Regions from separate parts of the Sus scrofa genome. Here regions 1 and 3 are each linked to region 2. A link is a contact called in public Hi-C and HiChIP or PLAC-seq data. All regions are on one chromosome and are shown on one strand. The core of a region is the stretch at or near the end of the contact, and the rest is flanking DNA. Distances in the headings are between cores, read along the strand shown.

Region 1 (3,914 bases), core at 1,268-3,767, 210 kb before region 2:
GAACCTCCATATGCCACGAGTGCAACCCTAAAAAAACCAAAAAGAAAAAAAAGTGTGTGGACTTCATACTAAGGCAATGTAGTTGGCAGGGGTGAGGGGTGGGAGAAGCACAAAGGGCTTTTAGGGAAGGAGAGGTGAGACGTGGACTGATCTGACTCATATCTGAGAAAGATCACAGTTTACAATTTTATATTTGTTGACTGTCATTTGAAAAATGCCTCTTTCCACTGTTAGACTATATACTCCATGAGGGAAGGGACTATATCTCTTTTTCTTACAAGGTTCTCCAAATGATTTATAAAACAATTGATGGAGAGAACCAATAATCACATTAGTGCTTCATGTTGAAGGCATTGCTTCCAATCTGGACTTAAACAGACACTTAACCAGCTGTAATTCATCCTTTTAAAGTACATAGTCTTGGGAGTTCCCATCGTGGCACAGTGGTTAACGAATCCAACTAGGAACCATGAGGTTGCGGGTTCGGTCCCTGCCCTTGCTCAGTGGATTAAGGATCTAGTGTTGCCATGAGCTGTGGTATTGGTCGCAGACACGCACGGCTCAGATTCCAAGTTGCTGTGGCTGTGGTGTAGGCCGGTGGGTACAGCTCCAATTAGACCCCTGGCCTGGGAACCTCCATATGCCTCGGGTGCGGCCCTAGAAAAGACAAAAAGACCAAAAAAAAAAAAAAAAAGTAATCTTTGACCTAGCTAGCCCCTAATAAAATTTTTCTAAAACATACATACACTTATTTCAGTGATATTTGTAAAGTGAAAAAATGATAAAACAGCATAAATGTCCAACATCAAGAAGTTTGTTGAATAAATAAATTCTGGTGCATCTAGAATAGACTAAGCCATTGAATTAATGAAGATCTATTTGCCATACAGATAGATATTCTACAAAGGTATATAGTAAGTGCGGTTTTTTTGGTGAATAAACAGAACAAAATTATTTATACTTCTAACTTTAAAATTTGAAAGATATACTCCAAATTGTTACCATTGTTTATGTCCAAGTAGTGGAATAGAAGCAGTTTTTATTTACTTCTACGGGTTTTTAAATCTGAATTTTCTACAATGAACTTGTATTATTTCCTAGAGGAAATAAAAACAACAGACAACTTTTTATTACCTGGTCAGAATTATTAAACTCAAAGGCTGTCCTAAGGTCAAATTAGATAAGGACTGGATTTAAATAGTGCCAGTCATATATAATAAAAAGAAATTGGTGGCCACAGGGAGAGCAGTTTTGAGGCAGAGTCACTTGTCAACAAAGTAGGCCTAGTAACTATGGTTTGTCAACTAAAAACAAAAAACTGCACAACATAACAACTGTAAGTTGAGTTTTATTTCGTGTCTTACTAAGGACTACTGAAGACAGAGGCTCCCTTTCAGATAGCTCTGAGGAACTGCTTGAAAGAGGTAGGGGGCCAGGATATGTACTTTTATTTTTGCGTGCGCGGGGTGGTGGTGGGGGTCTTTTTGCCATTTCTTGGGCCGTTTCCGCGGCATATGGAGGTTCCCAGGCTAGGGGTTGAATTGGAGCTGTAGCCGCCGGAGGCCTACGCCAGAGCCACAGCAACTCGGGATCCGAGCCGCGTCTGCAACCTACATCATAGCTCAAGGCAACACTGGATCCTTAACCCACTGAGCAAGGCCAGGGATTGAACCTGCAACCTCATGGTTCCTAGTCGGATTCATTAACCACTAGCCACGATGGGAACTCCTGCACATTTTTTGACTAAGGGGTACATTCAATCAAGCATCCATCTTGGTAGAAGGTTGCTACTAGTCACTGGGAGCAGATATTTCAGTTCACGAGCTTAGTGCTTTTCTAAGTATGGGAAGAGGAAAGAATCTGGATTCATAAAAAAAATTCTCCTGGAGTATATCTGAGTGTTTTGCCTTTTTCTTCCAAACCGGAGTGCCTCATTCTCTTCTTGTTTTGAATTCCATTCACGGTGTATTGTAGAATGGGGACTGCAGTGGCTAACTTCATCCTTATTGAACTGGATAGACAGGTTAAAATTTTTTCCCTCAAATAACAAATAACAACTAAAAAAGAAAAAACCACCCCATCATTTCCCAGGAATCTTGTCTGGATCCAGTGGGTGTAGGGGGATCAAATATATGTGCAAATATATTTGTTGGGGAAAAAATGCTCAAAAGTTACCTTAGGTCCTCTCCCAGTTTTCGGAAACCAGTGAGCATGCGCGAAATACAGCGCGGCTGTGCAATGACACTTGTTTTAAGAAATGCAAAAGAAAAGCAAGGCCTTACCATTTCTGCGTTTAGAAAAGTGGAGCAAAAAACCATGCAAAAAGGTTTTTAAAAAAATTAAAGATAGCTCAAATGTACATCTTGAAAAAAGAGTTCTGCAAGCTCTGGCACAGTGTTTGGGAACACCGCGGGTGGCAGGTTGCAAGCGCCTTCTTGCAAAAAGAAAGGCCAATCCTGCTGCATTGACCTGGCGCGCCGGACGATCCGGGCTCGACCAATCAGAGGGCACAATGAGGCCCACCCTTGCCAGCGACTGGAGGAGCGGGGCGGGGCGCTGCTCAAGCGCATGCGCTCCAGGGCCTCTTGACCAGCGTTGCCTCCGTCCAATTTGGAAAGCGCTTTGAGCCCAGTGCAGCTTCGCTGCGTGTTACTTCTGCTGCTCTTCCTGCACTGCGCCCCGCTCGACCCTGCGATGCCAGTGGACCTCGGCAAGTGGTCCGGGCCCTTGAGCCTGCAGGAAGTGGACGAGCGGCCACAGCACCCGCTGCAGGTCAAATACGGCGGGGCTGAGGTCGACGAGCTGGGCAAAGTGCTGACACCTACCCAGGTACCCGAGTCGGAGGGGGTACAGCTGTCTGAGGCCGGCAGGCCCTCAGGCCGGCAGAGCGGGGACCCAGCGGGTGTGAGGAGGAAGTTCCAGCTTCCGTGCGGCGGATCCACCGAGGAAAGGGGGTCGCGGTTCCCGTGCCGCAGGTTTGCGGACCTTCCGGGCCCCGGGAATCCGGCACGTGGAGGGCGGGGCACGGCCTGCAGGGGAAATGGATCTATTTTCCTGGAGATTTCGAGGAGCTGGCAGTGGCGTAGGTCTGGAGACAACCTAGATCGCTGGGGTAGGGGCGGGGAGAGAGCAGTCGCCGGCGGGAGAGGTCAGTGGCTGCCCACAAGCCCCCAGAGCCTCCCCTAGGGCCAGGGGGTTTTAGGCCTTAATTTCGGGAGTAAGAGCTCCACCCGAGGGCATATGACGCATTATGTAACCAGTATTCGGCAGTTCTCGGCGATCGTCCTTTGTTTTAGCGATCTGTGGCCTGAAGCCACCCAAAGTAAGTACGTTCCGCAGCTGGAAGGCTCGAGGGTAACCGCCTTGCTTTATTTACCGTTTGGCCTTTGACGCCCAAGGCTGAAGCGCAGCCTGATTCTGGCTGCTTCTGGAGTGGAGAATCCTGACATTGTGGCAAGCTGTTGGTCTAGAAGCTCCGAGGCAACGGTGTGAATAAACTGCTCGGGTGGTTTATTGGTTTAAATGTTTAGAATTTGTTGTTTAAATATAAAGTGTCCATCTCACAGCCTCTCTTTCCCGGACTCACTGTTCACGTCTGCCCGTCTCGGCTTTCTCATTTTCTCTGCATTTTTAAACATCCAGTTAATTCAGATTTCACTTTAGCAGGCCCTAGGAAATGTGTCAGCAATCTAAAGATCCTGTTATTTCAGGTTGTACTTGAGAGAACTCAGTATCAGGGTTTAAATCCTGACCCATCTCTTTCTGTTAATAACATGCTAGGATATTAGCCCCATAGTGTTGTCGAGACTAAAATAAATAACGTATATTAAACTTCAGCTCCTTAGTAGCGTCAGTACACTTGAGTTTTTATTAACAATTTATTCTGCTTGACCTTTGAGGAATATGAGGTCAAA
Region 2 (3,564 bases), core at 56-2,555:
CAGTCCAAAACCTGGATCTCCAAAAGGGTCCCTTTCCCTTGCCACTGGTTTGTGGAGAGTTAAAGAAGCCCTTTCCAACTTTTCACTTTCTGATGAAGCTATCGAGGTCAGGAAGCTTCACTTTCAAGGCATCCACGCCCAACTCGGAGAAACAAACGCGAAGCCAGGGGGCCAGCGAGCAGAGGTCCGGCGGTCCCTCGCTCCAGCCCTTTCCAAGATTCCTATGCTTCGGCCCGACCCTCCAGCCTGCGCGTTAGAGTAGGAGACGGCTCATTACATAATCCCCGTTCCCCAGAGTCTCCCACAGAGTCACGGGGGCTCAGGCGGCCCCCAGTCTCCCACTCCGCCCTTAGGAAGCTCGGCTGACTGCACCCGGGGAGCGGCGGCCAGCTGCCCCGACTCGCCTGGCGCCGCGACCGGGACCCAGGCCCCTATAGTCACCCACGAGGGGCTGGGCCGCGCCTCCACGGGTAGCCCCCGGGTCCCAACTCAGACCTGGGTCCCAGCCCCCTCGGGGTGCGCCTCACGTCACAGCCACTGCCCCAGTCCCTCTCGGAGTCCCCCATCACACCTGCTGCCTCAAGCCCTCTCGGGGTCCCCTTGCGGCTCAGACCCGCTGTCCTGGCCCATTTCAGGGACCCTTCCCTTGAGTCTCTCTATCCCGGTCCCTCTTGGGGTCTCCCCTCAGACGCACTGTTCCGGTCCCTCTTGAGGTCTCCCCTCAGACCCATCGTTCCATTTCCCCTCAGGGCCCCCCCTCTGGTCCGCTGTCCCGGCCTCTCTCGGGTCCCCTTCCACCACACCCGATGTCCCAAGCCCTCTCAGGGTCCTCCTCTCAGAAACGCGGGGCGGCCCCTCTCCGAGACTCCTCAGCCAGAACTGTCAAACCCGCTGCCGAAACTCCCTCACTCGGTCCCTCGCCGACCCCACTCCGCCCTGAGTTCCTTCGCCCCGGCTCACTGTCACCTCCCTGCGCCCCGGTGCTCTCACCTCAGACCTGCTGTCACCACCCCGGGGCCCGGCGTCGCCGCCGCCGCTTCCTCTCCCACACTTGTTCCCGAATCGCTCTTCTGCCGCTTGTTCCCGGGAAGATCCCCAGGTCCGGTCGGTAAGCTACGGGTCCGGCTGCGCAGAGCCTCCGCTCGCGGTTTCCGCGTCGGGTGCCACTCTTGCACGCAGGACCCCACCGCCGCCGCCGCCGCCGCCGCCGCCGCCCCTGGGCGCCACACGGACCCTCCCGCTGCAGCCGCTGCTGCTGTCCGAGGTGCGGCTCCTGCCAGGGATGGCCAATCGCACCCGACTGCGCCGAGCGCGCTCCGCCCCGCCGTCCCAAGTCCGCCCGCCCCCTGCCCCTGACCACGCCCCCAGCCAGGCTCCAATAGGCTCTCTACTGACCTTCCCTGATCGCGGGGCACAGACTTAGGGCCAGATATAGGTACTTGATTGGAGGTGCCTTGGAAGCAGAGCTGTCGATGGTGCTTGAGGATTGGCGGAGTTGAATGTGGGCGGGACCGGGAGGGGCGGGGTTTCCTCAGACGCGGAAGACCTTGCAACTTCACTCACCCACTGGCCCGCCTCGGGTGCGGTCGTCCTTGTTTGCGCTGTGTTGGGGTCAAAGTTCATGGCACTCCCCTCTGAGCCTTTATTTTTCTGGGGAGACTCCCAGAGGCCAAGGCCCCTTGGGACTCTGGGAGACCACCATGCGAGAGCCTTTAAGGCGGTCCCGATTTCCCCGTTAGACCTGGCACAGCTTTCTAAATAATTCTGCCGTAAATCGATAACAGCAATTATTCACTCAGGACTTGTGAACGTTTCCTGTATTTAACCGCTTTTATATCTTTGGCAAGGGAGTTACACTTCCTTACATTGCATTCCGCAGACATCAGTATAATGATGTTGATGGGAAAAAAAAATCTACCTCCTAGATGCATAGTATGCACAACTAGGCATTTAGCACTGTCAGGGAGCGTTTTCATAGTTACAAGACCAAAGTTAAGAAATACTCAGTTTGAGGGTTATGATAATAATTACAAGTAAGGGAGTTTCCGTCGTGGCTCAACAGTTAATGAACCCGACTAGGAACCATGAGAATTTGGGTTTGATCCCTGGCCTTGCTCAGTGGGCTAAGAATTTGGCATTGCCATGAGCTGTAGTGTAGGTTCACAGATGCGGCTAGGATCTGGCATTGCTGTGGCTGTGGTGTAGGCCAGCAACTGTAGCTCCGATTGGACCCCTAGCCCAGAAACTTTCATAGGCTGCTGGTGTGGCCCTAAAAAAAAAAAAAAAAAAAAAAACTAGGAACAGGAACTGTTTGGTAGGGGAACCCTTCAGGGAGGCTTCAGCAAACCTCTTCAACATATTTTTTCTCAGGGCCCTGTGAAATGATTTTATGATTTTTGCGGTAACTAATGGCCAAAGTATAATGAACTTTGACCTAAGTGCTACTGGTGATAACCAGAGACCCATCTTGACCCAAACTGAAACATTGTGCTTGCCAGGGGTGAAAGTGCATGTTTTAATTCAGAGCCATACTTTATATTTTTGTGAAACATATGTTGAACTAATACTGGAAACTGAAAACTGCTGCCTTCACCCCAAACCCTAAAACTTAGGGGCTTTGAGAATTTAGCATTTTGTGAAGAAATCGTTTCATTTCAGGAACACAGTTTGTTCCTAAGCCTTGTCAGATACATTCAGGACTTCACTCTTAGAAACCTCTCCATCATCAACTCTTTCTAAACTCTTGCTATCAAAATTTGTGTTCAAAATACTATTCATGTTTTCCCTAGTGTTTTAAAATCATATCCGTTCCAATTAAGATGCTTCCCCTTAAAATTTCAGTTTTTTGAGTGTTAGGGGGTGTACAGAGGGCCTGTGGAAAGGGGCTGGCAGGATTTCCTTTCAGATGAATTCAAATGTGGATGTCTCCTGAAGAGTGTGACCGAGTGCCATTATGGAAAGGGATGCAAAGAGATTTCTAGGTGGTAAAACTTGGTTTTGAGGGAACTTGGTTTTTATAGGCCTAGAGGAACACTGTCCATAATCATATTAGGTAACTATAAAAGTTGGGTGAGACTAAAGTCATGAGAGAATTTTTTTTTACTAGGTCCCCCTCTACAGAGTATTTATTAAGAGCTCATCATACCAAATGCAGTAAGGATAGAAGAAATTGGGTAAGTTTTCATAATCCAAGTGTTCAGTTCTCTCTATTCATATAGAAAAGAAGTTCATGATCATTGACAGATGTTATTTGCAATCAAGAAGACAAGTAAAGGGAGTTCTCTTTGTGGCTCAGCCAGTTAAGAAACTGACATACTGTTCCTGAGGATTTGGGCTTGATCCCTGGCCTCTCTCAGTGGATTAAGGATCTGGTGTTGCTGTAAGCTGTGTCATAGGTTGCACATGCTATTGGGATCCAGTGTGGCTGTGGCTGTGGCTGTGACATAGGCTTCAGCTGCAGCTCCAATTTGACCCTGAGGCCAGGAACTTTGATATGCTACAGGTGCGGCCTTATAAAAGGTAATAAATAAAAAAAGAAGAAAAGTAAAACATACACAAGGTAAA
Region 3 (3,874 bases), core at 853-3,352, 240 kb before region 2:
CTAGGAAGCTCAGTGGGGCAATTCCTCTAGGAACCTACAGATCAGCTGGGTGTGCTGTGTGCCAGACTGGGTAACCCTGAAAATAGGACGCTGCAAGTATTCTGGCAAACTAACATCTCCTTTCCCTCCACTCCATTCCTCTCATTGCATGTCACACCACCCTGCACACAAAAGACATGCATTGGCTGGTGAACTAAATACAAAAATTTTTTTTCATTCTTTTTAAAATTCTTTATGTTTTTGTAAGCAACCTTCTATTCTTTATTGTTACAAGACAGAGAGCATAGATGAAGCATTTAAGACCTTTTGCCAATCATGTCAAGTTTAAGAGATGATGTCAAGTGCAGGGGAGGTTTTCTTTAAGTCTGAAATTATTTCAAAATAAAAGTTTTGTTTTGCTTTTCAAGTGAGGGAGAAAAGCCCAACTTTGCGCTAGTCCACACAGGTCCGCTTGCAGTGGTGTGTGTAGGGAAATCCACAGGTTACAGGTGCAAGGCGAGTTCAACCTTGGGTAGAGTAAGGAGAGGAAATAAAGGAACCTCGGGTTTGAGAACCAGCTCAGCACGTAAAACCAGAACTCGAACTTACATCTGACGCTTAAAAAAAATAAAAATAAACACCTCCCTCTTCAATTTTCCCATCTTCAAGTGCCATGGTTTTCCCATCACCTCTCTGCAGGCCCTTTGCAGCCTCGCCCGCTGCCCACTCCAAGAAGGTGAGGATGTCCTCCCCTCCATCAAGCGTCCGGGAAAATTCCTCCCTGCAAAAAACCGAGCTGCGAGCAGGAAACTCAAGACCCTACCGGGGCGACTCCCGGGCCGAGGCCACAACCGGATCCCGCAGAGTAGGAGGGAATTCGGTCCCCGGCTCTAGGCTCCCCACCGCTGCCTGGCAAAGCTCAACTTTTCCCTCCAGATCGCGGTCCCTTACCTGCGACGACCCAGCGGGTCAGGAGCGCCCAGAGGCAGACGAGGACCTGAGGTTCCGGCACCCGGACGCCTGCGGCCATCTCGCCCCAGTTGTGGGCAGGGGCCCCTCGGGAAACGCAGGCTCCGGCTAGGCTGGGTGTGCGCCCCTCAGGGCCCAGCCCCTGGGGTACTGAGTGCTCCTCCCAGGTCCTCGGAACGACTGAGTAGCTCCACTTTCCGCAGCCCCTACGAAGGATGCTTGGGTGAACTCGATGTGTGAGGCTAGCAGCTGCGCTGGGTTCCGAGCGCGACTCTCTCTCGGGAGCGCCCGGCCAGGGTGGGAGGGTGCACCCCGCCCCCTGCGCCCGCCACCCACTCCGGCTCGCGGAAAACAACAGGAGTCGGGCTCCCTCCCGCCTCCCATCCAGGCGGGAGTTCAACTTCCCCTACCTCGCCCGGAGAGGAGGGCTTTCTGCAGAGGGCGCGCCGAGTCGGGTCCGGACCGGCGGGGGAGGAGCGCTGAGGCTGGTCCCTCCCAGAGCCCACTCCGCCCGGGACGGCGGCCGAGAGTCGCGCGGCCAGCTGGGCCGGGTAGATCCCTGCAGCTGCCGCAGGAGGACACCCCCGCCCCGGCCCGTTGGCTGCTGCCTCCCGGGCGCTCTAGCTGCTGCACCCGGAGGGGCGTCGCGAAGGGGCCGGCTGCCAAGCTGCAGAATTCAGGGTTCTTTCGGCTGAGCTGCTCTAGAGATTTTCATTTGTTTCCCTGTGCTCCGGGCGGGCGCCGGGGCCGCCATCGCTGCCCTTCTCAACCCTTTGCAGAAGGAAGCAAGTCTAGATCAGAAGAAAGATGATCCCTTAGACCTTCCAGCCAAGAGCAGCCACGAGACTCAGGTCCTCCGGTTAACTGGATGAGACCTCACAGTAAGAGTGAGGGCCCAGGTTCAGCGGAACTGGGTTCTCGAGAGCTTTTTTGTTTTTCCCTTTTAATTCCCCCGCCCCCATCCAGTCTGGTTCCCAGAGAGCTACATTCCCGGGCTAAAATACCCCTCTTCCCACCATACCCCCATCCCATTCTTCTGTCCTGGGGAAAACAGGGTTACAATCTCTTTAGGAAGACGTGCTCCCTGAAACAGCTGTACCAGAAACTTCGTCTTAAAAAAAAAAAAAGCCAAAAAAACAAAAAACTGCAACTAATACAGTGACATATTAACTGTAGACTGCAGGAAGTCTAGGAATGTTCCCATTCTTTGGACTTTTCTGTGTTTGAAAATTTTCTCGTCACCTCATCATAAAATGTTGGGGGGGGGACAAAATGCTATAAGAAAATCATTCACTCTGTTGCCCAAAAGTGCCTTACTGAAATACTTCTCCCATGAGGAAATCCTCTTGAAACCAGTGAAGAAGCATTTTTCGCCCATGAACTGAGCCATAAAGTTGCATAAAGTTCCTTTTTTTCCCACTTTTGCTCAGTGATTTTACCTCTTCAGCCAGCTCCTGACAGTTTTCCTCTTTCCTCTCCCACTTTTGCTTTTGTTTTTCATCTTTTTACTTTGTGATGGAAAGTCAAGCCTCTCCATGATTCACCTCACCATCCTTTATTCCCAGAGCCTGGCAGCTTGGTTACCACCCAATATATGTTAAATAAGCAAATGAAATTTCCTTGCAGCTCCTCAAGCTTTTCTGACGAATACCTCACATCCTCACCTTAAGTTAACAAGATATGAATAAAATCAGTAAGTGGTGAGTGTTCTGTTGAGGGTCTGGAATTTTCTGTGACCCTGACAGTACCTCAAGGGGAACTTGCTCAGAGTAGGCCCTCCTGGTATATTTGCTGAATCAAATGCTCGGTGCTTAGGCCCAGCTCTCCACTGTCAGAAGGATCAACCTCCTACACAATGTTTTACAGCAGTGATTACAGCACCTCACTTTTGCATAGCTGGGAACTTTTTCTAAAGCAACTTTAGAGTCTTAATCTCACTGGGCCGTCCTTCCAACCCTTGGACCTGAAGAATCATTCAATCCCATTTTACAAGTGAGAAACCTCCAGCTGGGGGTTAAACTCCAGGTCACCAAGCCAGTTGGTGGTAAAACCAGGACTGGAACCCATGTCTGTGTGACTCCAATTCCCGCCAATATGCCAATCTTGTCACTTATGCTAAGGCTGCCTTGGTCTTGTCAACTTGAAAGAAAAATGCACAGTATAAAACTTGTGAGTTAAGTTTTATTCTGAAAACTTACTGAGCACCACAGCCACAGAGACAGTTTCAGACAGGTCTGAGGAACAGCTCCAAGAGAAAAGGGAGGGAGCCAGGATGTGTTAGAACTTTTTGGCTGGAAGAACAGACATCTCAAGTTAATGATGTTAGTGTTTTTCTTTGTATGGGAAGATGCAAGAATCTGGGGTCCTTTGAAATTTTTCCTTAGGTACTCATCTTTACTATTTAGGGGCCTGTATATCCAAAGCACAGAATGTTTCCTGGTTTTCTAATTCCTGAATTCCCCAGAAGGCCACCGCAGTGTCTCATGGCTTGATCCCTGTAGAAATGAAATGGCAGGCAATATTTTTTTTTTCTTTACAGTCTTTTTTTTTTTTGCTGTTATAGCCTGGATGATTTGGCTGTCACCAGGCCTCAAAGGAAGCCTCCAGACAACAGTCAGTGTGGGACAGAGCTAGCCCAGGAAACATTCACTCTCTCCAGTTTGGGTAAGGCTGTGGCTGGCTCTGAGATAGGATCTGTTAGGAAACACCCTGCCCTAACATCCGGTTGTGTTTCAGGCCACTCTGGATGGTAGAAAATACCCTGCCTAGAATAGTGACATTAGGGGTGAGTTAGGGGTTCACTGTAGGGTCTCTGGCAAAGTAGGAGCCTTTCAAAGCCCAGGTTTTCACTGTCTGCACCTAACAGTCAATATTCACCCATGGGATTGTCCTGAAGATAAAGTAAGGGACTCAGAAGTCTTTAAGG

What was found. Hi-C and Micro-C count contacts between places; a contact is called where the count stands out from the background. HiChIP or PLAC-seq counts read pairs in DNA pulled down with a chosen protein or histone mark.
Region 1: an H3K27ac HiChIP or PLAC-seq map of alveolar macrophages shows a contact between it and region 2. The contact joins the promoter of PEBP1 here to the promoter of TAOK3 in region 2. A contact is called at or near these places in 5 of 5 promoter capture datasets (fetal liver, fetal skeletal muscle, liver and 1 more), 10 of 47 Hi-C or Micro-C datasets (alveolar macrophages, embryonic fibroblasts, heart right ventricle and 5 more) and 2 of 2 datasets of contacts at active chromatin or transcription factors (alveolar macrophages and skeletal muscle).
Region 3: a Hi-C map of embryonic fibroblasts shows a contact between it and region 2, with 4 times the contacts expected there. The contact joins the promoter of VSIG10 here to the promoter of TAOK3 in region 2. A contact is called at or near these places in 3 of 5 promoter capture datasets (fetal skeletal muscle and liver), 17 of 47 Hi-C or Micro-C datasets (brain, embryonic fibroblasts, epiblast stem cells and 9 more) and 2 of 2 datasets of contacts at active chromatin or transcription factors (alveolar macrophages and skeletal muscle).

Annotation. Positions count from the first base shown.
Region 1 is chr14:34,528,841-34,532,754 of Sscrofa11.1, reverse strand. It overlaps PEBP1 (phosphatidylethanolamine-binding protein 1), which reads left to right and starts at 2,517. Exons shown (of 4, transcript XM_003132890.3): 1 at 2,517-2,829. The coding sequence starts at 2,695.
Region 2 is chr14:34,319,757-34,323,320 of Sscrofa11.1, reverse strand. TAOK3 (serine/threonine-protein kinase TAO3) reads right to left here and starts at 1,305. Exons shown (of 21, transcript XM_001924400.7): 1 at 991-1,305.
Region 3 is chr14:34,556,388-34,560,261 of Sscrofa11.1, reverse strand. It overlaps VSIG10 (V-set and immunoglobulin domain-containing protein 10), which reads right to left and starts at 2,102. Exons shown (of 10, transcript XM_001924427.5): 1 at 1,359-2,102; 2 at 931-1,154. The coding sequence starts at 1,009.